2 separate regions of the Sus scrofa genome follow, and region 2 is linked to region 1. Evidence: chromatin contacts called from public Hi-C data. All regions are on one chromosome and are shown on one strand. Each heading gives the region's core, a stretch centred on a gene start, on an enhancer-like site or on the middle of the called end of the contact. The rest is flanking DNA. Distances are from core to core; before and after follow the strand shown. Region 1 overlaps CPED1 (cadherin-like and PC-esterase domain-containing protein 1). Region 2 holds the start of CPED1 (cadherin-like and PC-esterase domain-containing protein 1).

Region 1 (2,861 bases), core at 183-2,682:
TTTGCCTGTCCTCTAGGAAAGCTGGTGGGAAACCCTGCATATCCAAGGAAGACATGTGCCAGTTAGGTTTACATCAAAAGGTAAATATTCTTTTTCAAAATGTGCTCAGATTTTATCAACCCTATGGATATTCCCACTAGTATTTCCTCATCCATAATGTGAAAAAGAAGTCTTAAAAACTGGAGCCATTGAATCTTTGGAGAAAGTTTCAATGGCCAGGCCTTAGACACTTTACCATAAAGTGTTTTGTTTGATAGGATCCCCTTCAACCTCAGCTGCTACCAGTAAGGATCCAGTTTTATCTAATGGACCTGAAAGCTGATCTAGAAATATATAGCTTGTGGAATGTTGCTTACCCTGGCCCCGTGTTCTTTCAAAATAGTAGAAGATTTTGTTTTCTAGACCCTTGTTTTGACTTTCTCAAACTTAAATTGATATCCTAAATTATAACAACATTTATACAGTTTTTTAAATAAACTTTTAAAATTGACATCCAGTATTTACTATTATGTGTAAACTTTAATGCTTTTAGAAAAAATAACTAAAAATTATCAAATGCCTACAATATGCTAGTCGCTGTGCTAGAAATGTGCATATGCCCTATCTTTGGTAACTTTAACAAATCTGTGAGAAAAATGTCAAAACCGATAGCTATCTTTCGGCAGTAAAATAAGACTGTAGTAGCTATCCTGGATATTTGGTATTTCTGCAGTTGACAGCTCTGATCACTCCTTCCTCCTTCTGATTCTTTCTTCCCTGGGCTGTTGGGCTGAGCACATTCTTTTGGTTCTGCTAGTACCTGTTTGGCCATCCTTTCTGAGTTCTTCAGGACCACCTTTACTCTGTCCATTCTTTATTTTTTTTTTCAATGATTTTTATTTTTTCCATTATGGTTGGTTTACAGTGATCTGTTAATTTTCTACTGCACAGCAAAGTGACCCCGTCACACACACATATATGCATTCTTTTTCTCACATTATCCTCCATTACAAGTGACTAGATATAGTTCCCAATGCTATACAGCAGGATCCCATTGCTTATCCATTCCAAATGCAATAGTTTGCATCTTTTGACTCCAGATTCCCAGTCTATCCCACTCCCTCCTCCTTCCCCTTGGCAACCACAAGTCTCTTCTGCAAGTCCATGAGTTTCTTTTCTGTGGAAAGGTTTATTTGTGCCATATATTAAATTCCAGATATAAGTGATATCATATGGTATTTGTCTTTCTCTTTCTGACTTCCTTCACTTAGTATGAGAGTCTCTAGTTCCATCCATGTTGCTGCCGATGGCATTATTTTGTTCTTTTTTTTTTATGGCTGAGTAGTATTTGTCCATTCTTTAAATGCCTCTGTTTCCTAACACCCTTCCCAAAGTTTTAACTACCGTATGTAGTTGATGACTCTCAAATCTAGTCTAAAGTCCAAAGTACTCTCCTAGGCTTCAGGCTCGCATGTAATACTGCCTGCTGTCTATCTCCACTTAGATGTTACCCCGTCACCCAAAACAGCCTGGAGAAAATGAATTCCTTATTTTCCCTGGCAAATTCACTTCTGCGCTTGCATTTAGAAGCCCTGCAGAATTGTTCTGCTGGTCATAAGAATGATTAACTACTCTGTCACTTGCTAAGATGGAAATCTGGCCTTCACCTTTGAGTCCTGCCTCTCCCCTGTCATCTGCATTCAGTCAATCACAAATACTAAGGAATTTAACTTCTAAATTCTCAAATATCTTAACCCACCTTCCATACTTACTGCCTTTATTCTGGTCAGATAGTCACCATATCCAGCCAGGACAATTGCTGAATCCTCCTCGCTGATTTCTCTGAAACAAGTGTTTTGACCCTGAAACCCATCCTGACCACAGTTTTCGGAGGGAAAACTAGAAAATGCTGAATTAACCTGGTTACTCCTGTGCTTAAAAGCTTGCACGGCTTCCCATCCACTGCAGGGTGAAGTCGGCAATATTTGCTGTGTGTATCATTCAAGCTCCCAGCAGGAAACAAATGCCATACTCAAAAGGATTTAACTGAAGAGAAACTAATGAAAAAGCTATTTACAGAGCTTTGGGGAGGATAAGAGAAACAAAAAAAGATTAGAGGTGTCCAGGGACCAGCAACATCATAGGATTTTACCACCCTCTGTCTGAGGAAGTGTTTGTAGAAGGCATGGTATAGCGAAACCTAGTAAGAACCAGAGCCAAGAAAGAGGAGTCTAAGGAGAGGAGCTATAAACAGTGGACTGTAGCCATTGCCAAGTCATAGTGCTGCAGAGAGGAAGCCAGGAAGATAAAACTTACCTTTTTCTACTCCCACCTTCCAACCTCTTGCCAAGGCCTCCTGTTGGGTACCATTCTAAGGGCTTTCATATTTGTTTATATCCATTTTTTACATATAAGGAGACTGAAGCACAGAGAGATTAGGAAGATGCCTTAAGTCCTCTTAGCTAATAAATGATGCACCTCGTATTTAAACTGACTTCAAATTCTGTTTTCTTAACCAAATCACTGTAGAACTTTTCTAAATAAATACTTAGCCACTGCACTTAGAGCCCACTCTAATGAATATTCTTAAAGCACCCACAAATTCTAAATAATACATGTTAGATAACTGTCAACACTGGAGCATGAGTAATTTGAAATTTTATGAACCATGATTTATTTATGTAAACATAAATATTCAAAACAAAAGTTGCTTCATGGAGTTCCCATCATGGCTCAGTGGAAACGAATCCGACTAGGAACCATGAGGCTGTGGGTTCAGTCCATGGCCTTGCTCAGTGGGTTAAGGATCCAGCATTGCCATGAGCTGTGGTGTAGGTCACAGACGCGGCTTGGGTCTGGTGTTGCTGTGGCTCTAGTGTAGG
Region 2 (2,861 bases), core at 109-2,608, 55 kb before region 1:
CTCCTACGTCAACTTCCGACACCACAGGGGCATGAATACCTCCCACTGTCATCTCCCACTTCTACTCACTTCCATCCCACTCTCGTTCTCATTCTCCCAAACAAGCTTCGGCCACCCAACCCCGCCTTACAGAATCAAGGGACGAGAACTAAATACTAAATGCTCAGGTTTGCTTTGGAGGCTTCTCCAAGAGGCCCCTCTTCATGCATCTGACCCCAAACCAGGCTGAGTGCACAGCCTCAGGATCAAAACCACAACAGGCATGTGTTCAGCGTGTATTTCTTCCCACAGATGTGCACGGAATGCTCCTCTCATCCAAAATCTGATTCAGTCACACCACCAACGCCTAAAGGCAGGCATTAATAGGCTCATTTCACAAATCACTTGTTTAAAAGCCAGGTGACAGGTGGCAGTGCTATGGGTCTACTCAGACTGGGTTAGCTCTAATGCCAGACGTTATCTATTGACACCCTTAGTCTTATTTGTATCTTATTTCCCACCTCTCCTTTCCACTGTCCCACCCTATCCATTTTCTCACTTCTGCAGATATTCCTTTATTTACCACTTCTCTCCCTGCCTCAGACTCAGTGGTTAAAACAGGGAATTGGGTTTTCCAACCTTTTTGTTTCTAGAATACTAATTTGTCATCTTCTTTCTGATACCGGCTATTTGAAGTCTAGCTATAAAATTACCTATGCTGTTGTCTTTTGCTTCTCCTAGCTCAAAGACAGTATGATTTTAGCATTTGATTCATGCTTTCTCTCATATCCTGTACTCAGCAAATGGATAATGCATAAAAATGACTCTTCAGATTCCCTGGACTCTCAGTTCTCAGACTTTTTGCCTTAATAGAAATGCAATGTCCATTCCTCTCCACCTAGTAAAGAACTTTGTCTCACCTTGGCTCATAGCAACACAAGGACAGTTCTAATTTAGAGATCTCATAATTCCTATCCTCTCTCAAATTACGTTGCATCTACCAAAACTATGTCTTCCAACACTATTGTTTAGCCATTTCCTCTTAAAATTCTCTTGACTTCTGAAGGTCAAATGTCATTTAATTTTTCTCCATTCCTTCATTTGTCATGGGGTTGAGGGCTCTGAATCTATAAAGAAAATAATATTAAATACACTGGAGGGGATGTACGAAAGGGTTTGGCATAAATCTAACTTTAGTGTGGATACCTATTCTCTAAAGCTTTATTTAATCTGTTAAGGTCTCAGTTTTTTCCAAGCAAGGAAGTGTAGATGCCCTTGTCTCTGTAATAGCGAGACACCCCTAGGGGGCGCTCCGTCTCACAAAATACAAGTGACCCAGAGGAGCGTGCCTAAAGGATGGGATCACTTTAGGGGTGTGGCCTCACAAGAGAACCTCAGCTCACAAGAACGAGTTTGGGTCAGAAACAGGTCATAAAACCTATTTAGAAGAGCCTTGAAAGAATGTCTGCTATGAGCATAAGCCAGTCCTGGTTCTCCAGACTGCAAAGCCAAGGCTGGAAGAGGTGAGCAACATGCCTTGTACAGTTTGCCTTTCTCCTTTGCGTTCCCTCACCTGACTCAGCAAGAGTGGATGGAGTTTGCAGACTTGCCCTCCTAGGAGTTCCTTGTGGCAGATTGTATAGCATTAGATTAAGTTGACTTCTGGACAACGCCTTTCTGGTGAGCAAAAGTGACCCAGCGTCTGCTCCAATCCATTCATTAGAGGAGCGAAGTGTCAGGCAATTAGCCTTTGAAAAACTCAGCCTTACTCCAGGAAAGGAGCAATAAGTGATACGAATTAGGTGCCGACCAAAAAAAAAAAAAAAAAAAAAAAGACTTCCGGTAGTATCAATGCAAATTAACAGACTTTCACGTTCTGAGGTCCAGACAGCAGTACGCAGGACTTTCTTATCCCCATAAAAGGGACTTCAATTCCCTAGAGTGGTGATCCTCCCAATTTACGCACAGAGTCTGGCTTCAGTCTCCCTTGTCGACCTTTGTCATCAGTGGATGAAGTGCTATTTGTTTTTCCAGTGCTGTCTTGGGAAAAAGAAATTACAGAAGGGGTCAAACATCAAATACGTATTTAAAATTCTGCAGCCCTGAGTGGGTGGCCGCATTTCAGGGCAAATGAGAAAAGGTTTTTTTCCAGTCTGGGGAAGCCCACCGCTTGGGATCCGGAGCTGACAGCGCGCTCCGGCTGCCCCCGAGGACCAGGAGCCCGGGCCCTAGCCCCGCCCCCTCGCCGGCCCCTGGCTGCACCGCCTGCTGCCCTGCTCCCCGCTGCGTGCGGTCGGCGCGCGCCGCGCGGGTCTGTGTGTCTGTGTGCGTGTGTCCCTGGGTGGGAGATGCATTGGAGTCCTACGGCTGGGTGTTCCTTCCGAGCAGTTTTGCTCAGCAAGCTGTTAGGGGATCATGGAAACTTTTTTCTGGCTAAAAGGATGAAAACTGAGTAAGTACATAGAACTTTGAACTTGGAACGAAACAAATACAAGCAAACCTCTACGGATGGTAACTATGTCCATTCAGACTGTGTGTTCCCTTTTTATGTTAAAAGAAGGCTTACAGGAGAGTGGCAATTTAAAACGGAGTGAGGGGAAGCAGTTAAGAAACATGAAAGGCTGAAAGCAGGACGGCTTTAAAACCGGAGGAAAAATGAGGAACTGTTAAGGCGAGCTGGTCTGCGTCCAGCTGTGCAACAGGCACTTTGGGTTAAACCTCTTGCCATCTCCAATGCTGTTTTTAGGCTCCAGACTTACTTTGCTGTTGTTTCTCTTTTCCTGTGAAGCTTTTACTGTTGAGCTGAAGGATGTGAAAAAATAAGGCATTACCGGAAGCAACAGTTTGGCAGCCAGGGGTAAGCTCAGGTTATTCGTTGCAAC

What was found. Hi-C and Micro-C count contacts between places; a contact is called where the count stands out from the background.
Region 2: a Hi-C map of liver shows a contact between it and region 1, with 3 times the contacts expected there. The contact joins the promoter of CPED1 here to the enhancer-like site in region 1. A contact is called at or near these places in 2 of 5 promoter capture datasets (fetal liver and liver), 10 of 47 Hi-C or Micro-C datasets (fetal liver, fibroblasts, heart right ventricle and 3 more) and 1 of 2 datasets of contacts at active chromatin or transcription factors (skeletal muscle).

What each region holds. Positions count from the first base shown.
Region 1 is chr18:25,881,337-25,884,197 of Sscrofa11.1, reverse strand. It overlaps CPED1 (cadherin-like and PC-esterase domain-containing protein 1), which reads left to right. Exons shown (of 23, transcript XM_021078989.1): 4 at 1-80. Among named protein-coding and RNA genes, the nearest start is that of CPED1, 55 kb to the left of the region's middle. Within about 2 kb of position 1,432, at least 4 of the 83 cell types and tissues checked have an H3K27ac peak or open chromatin away from gene starts, as enhancers often do. A contact at or near this core is called in fetal liver and liver, where this site is marked.
Region 2 is chr18:25,936,420-25,939,280 of Sscrofa11.1, reverse strand. It overlaps CPED1 (cadherin-like and PC-esterase domain-containing protein 1), which reads left to right and starts at 1,358. Exons shown (of 23, transcript XM_021078989.1): 1 at 1,358-1,502.